Linked DNA regions of Mus musculus: all the other regions are linked to region 4. Evidence: chromatin contacts called from public Hi-C and promoter capture Hi-C data. All regions are on one chromosome and are shown on one strand. The core of a region is the stretch at or near the end of the contact, and the rest is flanking DNA. Distances in the headings are between cores, read along the strand shown.

What was found. Promoter capture Hi-C pulls out the DNA fragments that hold promoters and counts their contacts. Hi-C and Micro-C count contacts between places; a contact is called where the count stands out from the background. Capture Hi-C pulls out chosen DNA fragments and counts their contacts.
Region 1: a promoter capture Hi-C map of adipose tissue shows a contact between it and region 4. The contact joins the promoter of Elf3 here to the promoter of Ube2t in region 4. A contact is called at or near these places in 3 of 39 promoter capture datasets (hippocampal neurons, liver and stem cell-derived epiblast-like cells), 7 of 484 Hi-C or Micro-C datasets (CD8 T cells, cardiomyocytes, cortical neurons and 1 more), 3 of 115 datasets of contacts at active chromatin or transcription factors (effector CD8 T cells, memory CD8 T cells and pancreatic cancer cells) and 3 of 9 other capture datasets (adipose tissue, liver and pancreatic islet).
Region 2: a promoter capture Hi-C map of pre-B cells shows a contact between it and region 4, with 4 times the contacts expected there. The contact joins the promoter of Klhl12 here to the promoter of Ube2t in region 4. A contact is called at or near these places in 5 of 39 promoter capture datasets (the 3T3-L1 cell line, hippocampal neurons, liver and 2 more), 3 of 115 datasets of contacts at active chromatin or transcription factors (astrocytes, epiblast stem cells and memory CD8 T cells) and 1 of 9 other capture datasets (macrophages).
Region 3: a promoter capture Hi-C map of adipose tissue shows a contact between it and region 4. The contact joins the promoter of Timm17a here to the promoter of Ube2t in region 4. A contact is called at or near these places in 5 of 39 promoter capture datasets (cranial neural crest, fetal liver, hippocampal neurons and 1 more), 3 of 484 Hi-C or Micro-C datasets (CD4 T cells, CD8 T cells and natural killer cells), 3 of 115 datasets of contacts at active chromatin or transcription factors (bone marrow-derived macrophages, effector CD8 T cells and memory CD8 T cells) and 2 of 9 other capture datasets (adipose tissue and liver).
Region 5: a contact with region 4 is called in a Hi-C map of cerebellar granule neurons, with 1.9 times the contacts expected there. The contact joins the enhancer-like site here to the promoter of Ube2t in region 4. A contact is called at or near these places in 15 of 39 promoter capture datasets (the 3T3-L1 cell line, the C10 cell line, HPC-7-derived erythroid cells and 9 more), 14 of 484 Hi-C or Micro-C datasets (the N1E-115 cell line, cerebellar granule neurons, cerebral cortex and 7 more), 12 of 115 datasets of contacts at active chromatin or transcription factors (astrocytes, embryonic forebrain, embryonic stem cells and 5 more) and 1 of 9 other capture datasets (embryonic stem cells).

Annotation. Positions count from the first base shown.
Region 1 is chr1:135,257,169-135,259,868 of GRCm38.p6, forward strand. Elf3 (E74-like factor 3) reads right to left here and starts at 1,304. Exons shown (of 9, transcript NM_007921.3): 1 at 1,181-1,304; 2 at 447-614; 3 at 1-58. The coding sequence starts at 606.
Region 2 is chr1:134,454,103-134,456,802 of GRCm38.p6, forward strand. Klhl12 (kelch-like 12) reads left to right here and starts at 1,429. Exons shown (of 12, transcript NM_001311136.1): 1 at 1,429-1,563.
Region 3 is chr1:135,312,402-135,315,101 of GRCm38.p6, forward strand. Timm17a (translocase of inner mitochondrial membrane 17a) reads right to left here and starts at 1,336. Exons shown (of 6, transcript NM_011590.2): 1 at 1,293-1,336. The coding sequence starts at 1,318.
Region 4 is chr1:134,961,242-134,963,941 of GRCm38.p6, forward strand. Ube2t (ubiquitin-conjugating enzyme E2T) reads left to right here and starts at 1,324. Exons shown (of 7, transcript NM_026024.3): 1 at 1,324-1,545.
Region 5 is chr1:134,650,802-134,653,501 of GRCm38.p6, forward strand. It overlaps a transcript of Syt2 not described here. Among named protein-coding and RNA genes, the nearest start is that of Syt2, 57 kb to the right of the region's middle. Within about 2 kb of position 1,305, at least 74 of the 459 cell types and tissues checked have an H3K27ac peak or open chromatin away from gene starts, as enhancers often do. A contact at or near this core is called in the N1E-115 cell line, astrocytes, cerebellar granule neurons and 2 more, where this site is marked.

The sequences.
Region 1 (2,700 bases), core at 54-2,553, 300 kb after region 4:
TCCAGAACCTGGGTCTTCGACCAGAACTGGGGCCGCTCGCTAGTCCAGCTTGCCTTCTCTGCAAGGTGGAGTACAGCCAGAGGATCAGTCCTGTCCCTTTGGGATCTTGTCTGAGGTCCTACACAACCCGAGGAGGGGCGGAGAGGGACAGATACATATCCACAATCACAACATGGCTAGTTCTCAAGTTCATCCTCCCTTAATCTGTCACCACAGTTCTTATATTCCCACCACCTCAGCCACTACAGTCTTCTCGGGACTAGGAACACAGTCTAGCATAAATAAGGTCTTGTTTGGGTTCTTTCCCCAGTACTACACAAACATATGAATGAATAAATCCTCCCCAGCCACTAACTCCAGGATACCCTTCCTCCCTGTCCATTTATCATCTAAGAGCCTCTCAGATCATTGGTGTCCTGTCTGTAAAGATTTTACACAGCACTCACCTGGACCTTCCAGTGTCATCTGTTGGTTGTTCAGGGTCAACACCAAGTCTTCAGTGCCAAAGGTAGTCGGAGGAGCAGGAGCCAGGGTGGGGTCTTCTGAGCTGTACATGGCGTTGAAGTAGTTACTAAAAACGTTGCTGATCTCACAGGTGGCAGCCATGAGGGCCCCTGGGAAGAGGAGACAAGGTGGGGAGGGTACAGGTCAGGGTACACTTCCATTTCTGTCTGGCAAAGCCTGGGCAGCAACAGCCGAGAGGCAGGAAGTTCAGTGTTGCTGTAGACATTCTCTCTTCAACACCCCCCCCCTCCACCACACACACACAAACACACACACACCACCACCACCACCACCACCACCACCACCACCACCACCATCACCACCAAGAGCCAGCTACTTGGGGAAGCTGAGGTTGGATGCTCTCTTGAGCCTAGAAGGGTCAGGCCAGCTGGCGCCAAACTGGGAAATTCGGCTCCGAAAAATAAAAATAATCTCAAAGCGGGTGGGACCATGATACAAATTCTTCTGGGGCTCTCTCCACAAATCACGTGGGCTCCTGAACCAAAGAAGCCACCCTGTCCCTCCAAGACACCGATCTGGTCTCTGACCAGTCCCAGAATACACCCACAGTAGCCCCAACACTCCAGCTAGGAACCTCCAAGCCTGAGTGATTAAGTTCAGAACTGTAAATCCACTGGACGGTTCCTGAAGCCAGAGTTAGGGAATGTGACCGTACCGAGGTGTGTCAGGGTTCGGTGTGGCAGGCGGGTGAGCAGGCTTCTGAGGCCACAGGAAGGGAAGAAATCTAAGCGGTCGAAGGCTCCGCAGGTAGCAGTGATGAGTGTGGCCAGGGCGCTGCCCCCACCCGCTCTAAATAGAGCAAAGCAGGAGCTCCTCCCCTCCAGGTCTTCGGCGTACGTCCCCGGTTGTAACCTGAGCTGGTGGCTCATTGGATGCTGGGGATTTCCTGGCCTTCAGACTGGGCTCCCTGTCCCAGGTGATTTGCATATTCCGTGCCACTTGGCCCAGATCCTAGCAGGCGGTGCTGGGAAATCAGGCCTGGCTGGTTTAATGATTGTCAGAATCTGTCATTCCGCACCCTCTGGGGTTGGGCCCTGGGTACTGAACTGGGCAGGTGGCGGGAACATTGCAGGGGTGGGCATCTGTGCCTTAGGCTGCCCTCTGGCCCTGGAAATTCTTCCTGGGGGCCTGGCCAGGGCTGAACTGGGGAGGAGAAAGCAAGGCAAGGAATCTGAACCGGTGGCTGGGTCAAGACTGATGCTTCCAACTGTCTAGAGGTCTAGAGACAAGAAGGGCCTGGTGAAAGTTACCGAGGCTAAGGGGTTTCCTCCACAACACCCAGAAGCTGGGATTCTGAAAGCGGCTAGGCAACACACTGGGCAACATTCACGGTCCAGTGGTGGTTTGGGTCTGATAGTCTGTCTAGTCAGCTACAGAGACCATTTGCTGGCACTTTGCCTGTCTGGAGCCCACCCAAACGCGATGGTTGCTGAAGCGGTAGAGATCAGACACTACTTCAAGTCTTCCCTTGGTGCCTGTGGCGCTCTCCTCGCCTAGGGTCGGCTGGCGGTGCTGTTTGGTTTATCCGCGAGTCTGGTCTGCTCCTGATTACCCTTCTCTCCGCCCACTCCATTAGTATCTGCCTGCTGCCCTCTAGTGGTCAGAAGCCCAACATTTGAGTCATTACAAAGACAAACAGGATGCACATGTTAATTTACTGTTTACCGGGGCCCTTAAAAAACAAAAACAAATTGGGGTGGAGGAGGGCAGCGCACATCTTTAATCCCAGCACTCCTGAAGTAGAGGTAGAAGGATTTCTGAGTTCGAGGCCAGCCTTGTCTACAGAGTGAGTTCCAGGACAGCCAGGGCTACACAGAGAAACTCTGTCTTGAAAAACTAAAACTACAGAACAAAATCCCTCTGGAGATGCAGGAAATTGAACCCAGAGCTTCTTATGCAAGCATTCTACAAATGGGTTCTAGTCCCAGGATTCTGTTCATTTTTGAAACTTTGTCTAGCTACATATACCAGGCTGGCCTCAAACTCAAGAGACAGGCTCTAGAGATGGGTTAAAGGGTAACTACCCAGACCAACACCAGAAACCTTTTTAATATAACTATCCTCATCCAAAAACATCCAATAAGCAATGTGGGGCTGCTGAGATAGCTCAGTGGATAAGGATACCTGCTGCTAAGGATGCTATGGATGGACCCGTGTTCCATCCATACATGATAA
Region 2 (2,700 bases), core at 179-2,678, 510 kb before region 4:
TCAAACCACACTAATTCATATTTACTTGCTTAAAAGATGTACTCATATACATAAAATAAATAAAATCTTAAAAACAAAAACAAAGAAACTCTCAACCCTCTGACCTTCACCTGTCTTGGGCCTTTCACATGCCAGCCACATTTTCAGCTTTAGTTGTTATTGTTTTCTCCCCTTGAATTTGTTCTCTCCTGCTTTAGTCTCCCAAGTGTGGGTATGCACGTGTAATGTCTAGCTCTCACAGAAATTCTTAAAGAATTTGTGTGTTTTTCTGCTCATCAGGAAAGCATTTGCCTAGATGAAAGAAAAAGGGCAAAGATGTTACTAGGGGAAATGCATATATAAAAGCAGAAGTAGCCAGAGAAGACCAGGAGAACCAGTAGATATGTTTTGTAATTTTAAGATTTTATGTGCATAAATGGTTTGCCTACATGTATACATGAGCACCATGTATGTGCCTGGTGCCCAAGATCGTTAGCTTCTGTTCTAGCTACCTTAAGTTCATCTGCTGTAGTAGTTCTGGGTCCAGATTTGGTGGGGAAGCATTCCTGCCCTGAAGTCTGATGACTACACTACAAAACCTAGACAAAATAGATCTACATTGATCATTTTAACAACTATTTCCAGAGTGCCCTCAACATTTTCTATCAATTCTGCACTCTGTCCACCATATTTAAATGTCAGGAACAGTTTGGGATCAAGAAGCTATGACACGAAGAAAACACTATGTAAAACGAAGACGCTGCCCTCTTGACTACACTTTACTATCCCTAAGAACCAAACGCCGTGCAAAGGAAAACTGGATAATCCAATTAGTCATTCATCTATACTGGAACAAGAAACATCTTTCCCTTCTCAGCCAAAGGCAAAAAGTCAAAATCAACGAAAAGCAAACGTCCTAAGAACCGCAGCACTAATGAACGACCATGGTGAGTCAGAGGAGAGGAGATGGCTGTGGCGTCTTCTTTGAGAAGGGTCTTTGCAGTTTCCCCTACTGCGACCCATTTCTGGTGGCTCAGTCAATCCACAAGTTCCTTTTCCTTGGAGTGAAGGAAGCAATCGCCTCATGGTGACAGGCACATTTAGGACCCTGTGGTTATCCGGGATGGGAAAGTCCTCCCTATGGTGAAGCGGAGCCTGATTCTTCAGAAACCGACCTAGAGAACTCTGAAACCCCGTGGGTCTCCCGAGTGTGGCAGGAACGCAGCCTAGCGCCTGCCATACCGCGTGGGGACCGCCAGTCTTGGGTCCTTCTGGCCTCCAGCGCACTGTCACACGCGGCACTCCCCACCCACCCGTCTACCCACTCTCAGGTCTCTTTTTCTGAGCTCTCAGGTAAGCAGGACTTCTTGGCTCGGCCTCCTAAGGTGACGTAACCCAGGAGAGGCCCGCCCCTCCCGTGGCGTGACGTCATCATGCCGCGCGGTCGCCGTACTCCGAGACTGGAGTTTACCACGGAGACTGCTCCGCAGCGGCTGGTCCGGGCGGCAGCGGCGGCGCTCCGGCTGCTCAGCCGCCTGGGAGCCCGGCGCCTAGCACCTCGGCTCGGACGGCCCAGGAGCCCTGGTGAGTGAGCGCGGCCCTGACACACGGCCTTTCCCTCTGCCCTCAGCCGGGGGCGCGGCCTTCCCCCAACCCGGGTACCCCCCCCAGCCCGGGTCGGTAGGAGATGAGCTGGGGCGCTGCAGGCATAGCGCTGCCTTCTCGGCTTCTCCGGAGCAGCTGCCGCCTGCCCCGGGAGAAGGTTTAACCTGGGAGGAAAGAATTCAGCTGAGAAACAGTAAGGGGACGTTTATTTAGTAAAGCTACACACTCCAAAGATTGGAGTGGGCTTCCTCCGAAGGTAGGCAGTAGCGCATTGGGGTTTTAAAGAAGTTTCTTAAGAATATTAGTGAGGTGTAAGGTATATTCATGCATGAAGGTAAGATAATTCCCTTTCCCTCCCAAATTATAGTGGTCTTCACCTCCTCTTGTAAGGCATTTATCCCCAGCAATCTTGAAAAAAAAAAAAAAAAGCAAGGTATGGGGTGGGAGATTTGGAAACTCCAACACATTGTAATGAAGCCAGTGCCTTTTGAGAATGCAGACCCTTTAACGCGGTTTTGGCAATTTGTTAAGTATCGTTTGCCTTGGTGGAACATCCCAAATACAGTTTTACAGATTTTGACCATGGGAACCTTAGTGTAGTCCCTGCTTAACCGGGAGACACAGCTACCAAGATACTGTTGCAGCTTCCATGATTACCGCATATCTAACTCCTTGCCTACCTAGGTCTCCCTAATACTTGATGGTAAGCTTGGTGTTCTTAGGGGAGAACTCCTTTCTCTCTCTCTCTCTCTCTCTCTCTCTCTCTCTCTCTCTCTCTCTCTCTCTCTCTCTCTCATTGCCTTTTTTCTTCCTTCTAGAATGATTTAGAATGGAACCCCTCTATTTACATATTAGCTGTTCTAGAATGTGTAGTTTTTGAATGGTGAATATATGGTCAGGCTTTGTGCTAGGAGGAAAGTTGCAGCCCTGAGGTTACTGTCATTTATGAAACAAATCTTAAAGTTTAATCACAGGCTGGGCCTTGTGCTAGAACACTAGGAAATCTTCATAATCTTCAGCTCCTGAGAATTCAGCAAATCCCCAGTTTCTTGCATCTCATAGTTTGAAACTATGTTAGCTTAAGCAAACCTTTTAAAAACAAAAAGCATTTACTTT
Region 3 (2,700 bases), core at 86-2,585, 350 kb after region 4:
ATCTACTGTTTCAGACAGCGCTGGCCTCAGAACACACCAAGAAAAAAAAGGAATGTCCAGTAACTTATCAAACATCAAGACATGGCCTTGCTATGTATCCTGGGCTAGCCTAGAACCTAAGTGCTGAGATTACCAGCATGCACAGTGCACTCTGATGAAAATATGTCTGACACAAGGTCTAACCCCAGCTGCCCTAGAACTTGCTATGGAGCCCAGGCTGTCCTTAAACTTGCTGGCTCTCCTGCTTCTACCTCATGAGGCCTGTGCCACCTGACCTGGGGAAAACTCAAATGTATCAAAATTACCCCTCCTGCTAATCTGTGTCATTATACGGCATCTAGTACCAATTTATACAGTCCAGCTAAACCCTGCATATCCAACCCCAACACATGGAGATAACCTCCTCTGAGGACAGAAGGCTGAAGCATACTTTTGGGAGTGCCACCAAATAATAATTTAAAATCCTGGGCAGACACACTATTTGAGGATAATACCCTGACGCTCATTACAAACAAAAACCCAGAATACCAAGATCTATTAGCTTGTGACACCTGAGGCTTTATTCAAACAACTGTTGAGACTCGACAGCTATTACATTAATTTACTGCAAACAGCTATGCCTGATTTACTCTTGTTTACACCTTGAGCCAAGCATACAGCCCTTACTTAATAAACACTTAATGAATTTATGTCTATTCATGGCTTTTCAGAGAACACACGCAGCTCATCTCTTCCTATTTTCCACATACTGATATATCTTTTTTCTTCGGGAATTCCACATAGGAAAGGCCGCTTCAGCCTACAAGGAGCTCATCCAGCCCCCTTGGATGTTGGGTGAAATTTGTGGTCTACTCATTTGAAATGCTTCATCGTGGGGACACTTAGTCCTCATAGGCATAAGGCCTCGGGTATGGCACTCGGAGATCTACATTCCCTTCGTCGAGGCAGAAACTGAGCAGAGCGAGGCTTAGGGACGTGTTCAAGGTCGCCTCAGCAGGCAGAAGGGATCATTATTGTCCCCGCACAAAGTCGACAGCACCTGCCATAGGGAGGAGGTTCCAAAGCTCCACCAAGCCCAGCACCGGACCTCCTCCCAATGCACCACAAGGTCACAGGGGTGCTGGGGTCCTGGCACACTGCGCTAAAAAGCCACCTTTGTCACGCTCATCCACACTACCCACAGCTGCCCAGATCTCGGCGCCGAGCCGCGCGGAGCTCCGCTTGCACCTCAGACTCCGACCACGGCGGATGGAGGAGGTAATTAAGGGACAAGGGCGGCGGCGGCAACTCACCACGGCTCTCTCGCGTATTCCTCCATCTTGGCTCCAACCCGCGCGAGAGTCTACGGCACGCTGGGCGGAAATTGATCCCCGCGACGGAAGTGATCCCAGGCGGAGGCGTGCTACTGGACGGGGATTGGAGCATCTCTTCCTGCCGCAGCCAATGGCAATCGGACTCCTTGTAGACCCGGAGCGTGGAGGCTCCCCGGCCAGGGCGTGGAGGTTCGGGGGTTCGGAGTACTGAGTGACAGAGTTCAGATCAGCCCCGTGGCCTGGGATAAACATTGATTGCCCTTTTTTTCGAGACAGAGTTTCTCTGCCCTGGAACTCGCTTATGTAGCCCAGTCTGGCTTCAAACTCAGATCAGCCAGCCTGTGCCTCCCGAGTGCTGGATTAAAGGTGTGTGTCACCACTATCCAGCCGCTATTTTTTAAAAAGTGCTTTTGCTGTCAGGTATTTATTAATAGTGCTACTTAATTTGCCGTGAACAGTGAATCTTTAATAAATATATGTAGCTCTTTTAGAGCAGATCTATATAGTCATAATGTCTGGAATGTAATAGATAACTTTTAAAATAAAGATTATTTTTATTAATTGATGTATGTACGGGATCTGGTGGGTGCATGGAGGTCTAAGGAGAGTCTACAGAACTGGAATTGTCAGGGCTGACAGCGAGTACTTTACCCACTGAGCCAATTTAGCAGCCCGAAAATAAGTGTTCATCTTATAGAGACAATTGGACCATTTCAGGAGCCATGGCCAATTTGAGACCATTGATTTTGGGGGTCGTTGGTGCCAGATCCTCTTCCATGCCTCCCCACAAAGGATAACCCAGAAAGCATGAGATATGTTTAGCCCAGAGAAAAGAGACTGAAAATAGGGCTATAGTCATACTTAAGTTGGTAAGTCAGATCCCCAGCATCATACACACACACACACACACACACACACACACACACACACACACACACACGGTTATGGTGGCACATATTGAAGTTCAGTGTTATATCCTCAGTTGCATTTAGAGTTCAAAGCCATCCTGAGATACTCCAGACTTCCCTTGTTAAAGAAGAAAAAGCTAAAAGTATGAAGTTTCACCAGCCTTATCAGGAAAACACAGTCACTGCCAGCTATAAAGGGAGTTCTTGTTCCATTCCACCTTAAAACAACAACAACGCCGGGCGTGGTGGCGGACGCCTTTATTCCCAGCACTTGGGAGGCAGAGGCAGGCAAATTTCTGAGTTCGAGGCCAGCCTGGTCTACAGAGTGAGTTCCAGGACAGCCAAGGCTACACAGAGAAACCCTGTCTCAAAAAAAAAAACAACAACAACAACAAAACAAAGCTAGATATTTGAGGCTAGACAGATGGCATAGCAATCAAGAGCCTGACTGTTCTAGAGGACTGGGGTTCAATTCCCAG
Region 4 (2,700 bases), core at 74-2,573:
CTATCTACCCTCTGGCTCAGTCCTACAACTAAATTGGGGAAGCCCAGAGCAGAGTCAGTCAGAGTCCTAATGAGTCTGAGGGTCTCCAGAAGACAAAACACACCATAAAAACCTCCATGAGGAACCAGCTGTAGCTTAACATCAGTTTGGACTAAATGCAGACATCACCGCGGTAGCCAAAATTATATTAGCTTCGAAGTTCAGAAAGACCGACTGCTAGGTCTATGCTATGGAGCTGTACAAAAAGCTAGGAGCAGTGAAAGAGAAAGGTGATTCCTTGATTGATTTCTGGTCCCACCCCCAGGGTTCCCAGAGTTGAAACCAATTCCAGTTCTGCTGAGTCTCAGGTCTTAAGCTTTCCTTTCTCTCCCAAGGACTACCCACTTTTGGCACTCGCAGCTGTGCCCTCAAAGCTGACTTGGCTATAATCATGCACTTGGTTGCTTAGAAAATACCTTTCTAGAGGTGGAAGAGCGCTTGAAAGTCATTTATTCCGTGGTTGGTGTGTGACTCAAAGGGATCAAAGGCTGGCACAGTATGTAGGAAGAGCGGGCTTGTTTTCAGGGAGAGGGAGGGGGAAATCCTTAACTTCCTCACAGTGCAGAGGATCTCTTGCGTTAACCCCTAACAGGTTGAAGCTTCCATATGAACATTTCCAGTGGTGGAGAAATTTACTCCATCCACTTTACTCTTCAGAGTCCTGATGGAATGCTTTGTTCACCAGAATTATAAATTAAAAAAAAAAATCTTTTTTCATCTGGAGGAAATCTATGTACCCAAGGCTGGTCTCAAATTCTCACCTTTTTATTTCAACATGCCTGCGCGACCGTGCTCGGCTAACTTGTATCTTTAGACTACTGATCTTAAATGAAGTTGTAAAGTTTCCCCTGTCATTGCTTAAAGCCTGGGTGACCTGGTAGCCATTGGGAAGCTGCGTAGGAGTGCCAGGAGTCTCAGGCTAGCCTGAGCTACATAGCAAATTCCAAGCTAAGCAAGGGTTGCATCGCGAGACCCCGTTCCACAGAACCACAACAAAGATATAAAGGCAGCTACTCAGCAGTCACTTCTCCAGATTAAGCGTGTCCAGTTGCCTTTTTTTTTTCCTCTCCTGTAGATGACTTCCCAGCCTTCCCAGCTCACAGTCGATTTACAAACAAGACCACAGCGGGAACTGAGAATTCCGGATACGCGTGCGCGCGCCAATTTGAGCGGTGCGTGAGCGGACGCAAGCTCTGAGCGGTGGCCAATAGGCGGGCGCGCGCCTCCCCCAGGTTTGCTGCGGACCAATCACAGTCCTCTCCTGGAAGGGGGTGGAGTCATTCCAACGGTCTCCGCGGTTCCGCGTGAGCACAGCAGAGGCGCGCCGCGGTAAGTGGGGCTGCTGACGGGTGCTGCGAGTGCCACCTGAGGGAACGAGCCCGAGGTCACGGAGAGTCTGGGGAAGGAGTCCCGTTTCTACCCGAGCGGCCCTGGGAGGAACACGGCGGGGAGAGCGAACCGCCCTGGGCGCGCCAAGGCTACCTCCAGCATCTGCCACCTACCCAGGTTCTGTGCATTGATTATTTATTTACCTCAGGCCTGGGACACAAAGAATTTTACGAAGAGTCAGTGCAGTTGTAAAAAGCTTACGTTTGCGGGGAGTGGTTACTGGAAAAGAGGCTAACAACGCCGGTTTAAAAAAAATTAAAAGGAAAATATCTTTTGAAGCCGTAGTGTAAGGAACTCTGTTATGGTTGTTTGGTTGAGGGTTTCGTTTTGTTTGTGAGACAGGTGTCGCTGTAGCCCAGGCTGACCTGGAACTGACTTCTACCTAGGCGCCTCCAGTGTCTATGCCCCCAAGCCCCGGCTCTGTGAAAACCCTTTATATTCATAAAATACATGATAACACATGGCTTTTATACCAAAGGACTTTTTAATTTTTTATTTACTTTTCTTGTATATGAGTGTTTGTCTGCATGTATGTATACACACCACGGGTATGCCTGGTGCCCTCGGAGGCACAGGACGGTGTTAGTTATGAGATGTCAGATGGATGTTGGGAATTGAATCTGGGTCCTCTGGAAGAGCTGCCAGTGCTCTTAACAGCTAAGCCATCTCTCACCCGAGAAGACTTTGTATATACCAATTGTTATCATAGTCTCATGGCTTCTTTGAGAGAAACTGCCTTTTTCCCCCTCGTTCTAATTTGATTAGCATGCCTTTCCACTATGTTCTTATTTTATATAAAGATACAGTTTACAGTTGTAGGTAGTTTTATTGTAATTGATTGCCCAAAGACAACTTTGAGGAGAGCGTTCTCTCCTACTGTGGATTGCTGGGATTGAATCAAGTTGTCAGGCCTGTGCAGCAAGGGCTTTAACCCGCTGAACTGTTTTTCTAGTCCCCTGTATTTACAAGAGTTTTGTTTCGTTTTACTGAAAATAGTCCTTCAGATTTCTGTATAAAATAGCAATGCTTTGGCTGAACAAGTCATGGGGAGAAAGTCAGTAAGCAGCAGCCCTCTGTGGCCTCTGCATCAGCTCCTGCCTCCAGGTTCCTGTCCTGTTTAAGTTCCTGGCCTGCCTTCTTCCTTCAGCAGTATACTGTGATGTAGAAGTGTAAGCCAAATACTGCCCCCCCACCCAACACACACAATGCTTCCCTCACCCCACCCCCAATAACAAGGCTTCATTAGGCTTAAAACGATAGAGGCTGAGCACA
Region 5 (2,700 bases), core at 55-2,554, 310 kb before region 4:
CAGTCGGTGCTCTTAACCACTGAGCAATCTCTCCAGCCCAGGTCTCGTGTTTTAATGCTTGCAGGGTGTATGTGTAAATACTATTAATACTGTTGTCACGGTAGTCCTTAGCTCCCTGTGTGAGCATCCACACATACAACTGGTTGGTTATTCACCATCTGCTCTGCCGGAAAGCCAGGCCAGGAAACGGAGATTTAGCCCTGGACTCTGTTGGCATCCAGGAGGCCTGTGGTAAATGACATAGTTTAAGTGGAGAAATGCCACATAACATTTCCCCCCTCCCCCCATAGGCAGTATAGTGACTATGGGCAGATTGCCTGGGTGTTATCCTGGTTCTGACTCTAGGCAAATTGTTAATCAAATCTTATTTTCAGTCATCCCGTGTGTAGAATGGAGCTTACCTGTCCCCAAAGTAGGGTGTTTGGGGGACGATGAAGTGAATGCGTGCCTGTATGTTCTGGAACAGTGCAGGGTGAGAGCTGTGTGAGCGAGTAATTTTTAACCACGTTTGTCTGTCCTTGTCCACAACAGAGTAGCCGCCCATTCCAGTGCCTCCAACTTCCAGCCAGTTCTGTTTGATGCCCAATGAGCCGTTTCTTGCCAGAGCTTAATTTCTGGGAAGGACCTGTCCCAGCCATCCTTCATTTCCATGTCTGGAACAGGCAGTTCGAAGAGGTTACTGGGGCGACAGATGACCAGTCCTGAGGGGCTGTGGGGAGCATTCGGCTGCCAGCCCCAAGAGTAAATTCCAGGCCAGGCTCCCCGGATGCATCTCAAGCAAGGACTGCTGGAAGCTTCCTCCCTGGGTGGTCTCCAGGCTGGGCACAGTGCCCTGCTGCTGAGGTCCTGGATTCTGGATGCCCTCCTAGCCCTTCCTTGCCACATAGGAAGCAGGGGGTGAGTTGTACCCAGTATGCGTTTTCCAAGTAGCTCCCAGGTATTTATCCGGGGCCTCAAGATTGCAGTTGTAGAAATAGCAGTTGTACGAGAGAAGGCAGAGCCTGGGCGGGTCATGCATGGGTGGCGGCAGAACTCAGCCCCACCCATATCCTGCTTGTATAACTCCTGCCCTCCATCTTGGCACAGCTGTCACTGGCCCTGTCTTACAATAAAAAAGCAGGGCTCTCTCCTCTACTTTCTGTTTGGAGGGACTAAGAAACTCTCTGAAAGACACAAGGCAGGAAATATCCCAGAACACCTAGGGACCCATAACACAAGAGAAACATTCATGATAGCCAATGTAGGGTGATGCTTCCAGAGCCCGGGTGGGCTGCTTGCCAACACCAGCTTCCTCAGTCCTTGGAGCCTGCCTCCTTTCTCTCTGCCCCCCTGAACAGAACTGAAGGGCCAAAGCACTCAGCACTGGGCAGCCTGGGCCCCTTGGAGTCAGGGAGGCTCCCTTCTGGCGTTTGCAAGGGCAGGTTCCTCTGAGCAGGGCAGGGAGTCCTCAGCCATGGAGAACCCTGTCTGGGCGGCCTATAATTGGGCTGATGTGGTGGCTCAGGAGCGGCAATTAGGGAATACTGCAATTAGAGGTGGAATTTTCCCATTACCACTCCCTGCCTCTTAATAGTGAGTGCAGGTGGTTGTGACTGTGAGCAAGGCACAAGGGAGATGGGGGAGATGGGAAATAGAAATGGGGTTTACTCTGAGGGTGGGGTGGGCTTGTGTGGGAGCAGCTTAACCCTTTCCATGCTTTCATACGTGGACTAGCCAGTGGGTGATCTGGTGGTGAGGCAAAGTTGGGGCAAGGGGGCCTTGGGTGTGTTAACCGTAACCAACTGAGGCAGGACCACTCAGGGATTCATATGTACATGTGTGTGTGTGTGTGTGTGTGTGTTTCCACGTAGGGTATTACTTTATAGTCCAGGCTGGTCTGAAACTTGCAGAATAGCCCAGGACGGTCTTAAACTGGGCATTCCTGTTACTTAGCCTCTTAGTATTAGGATAACAGGTATGAACCATTGCTGGGCTTTAAAAAATTATATTATTTTTTGCTGGGCACTTCTTTAATCTCAGTACTTACACAGCAGAGGCATGTGGATCTATGTGAGTTTGAAGCCAGCCAGGCCTACATAATGAGTTCCAGGCAAGCCAGGGCTACATAGTGAGGCCCTACCTAAAAAAAATAAAATGTCTATTTTAACTGACACAGAATGATTGTGTATATTTACTCGGTAGAGTGTAGCATGCATATATATATATAATATATGTAAATATATGTATATACATGTGTGTGTGTATCCTACAATGTGCGATGCTCAGATAAAGACCCTTAGCCCTTAGCACATCACTTGTCTCAGTCTTTATTATTATTATTATTATTATTACTATTTTTTGTCTATGTTACCTGGGTCCTCCAGACGGCCCCTGGAAAATTTAAGAAAAAAACAGCTTTCCACTCTGGTCTGAATTGATGGTCCAGATGTATGGGGCCTCTGTTTTCTGCTTTGAAAACTGGGGAAGTTTTAATGAATTTGTTGGAGAAGAAGTTCTTTGTAAAATGGATCTTACCTTTTCCTGCCCCAACACAGCTTGTTGGAGCAGAGAAGAGCTTTGGAGGCAGCTGTGAGGCCCCTGAGGAGGGCACCTGACAAGGGTCTTAGAAGTCCTCACTCACCTCTCCTTTGTGTCATTTGGGGACAACATATCTTAAAAACACATAGTCCTTCGTCTCTCTCTTCTTCGGGCCTGACTTGC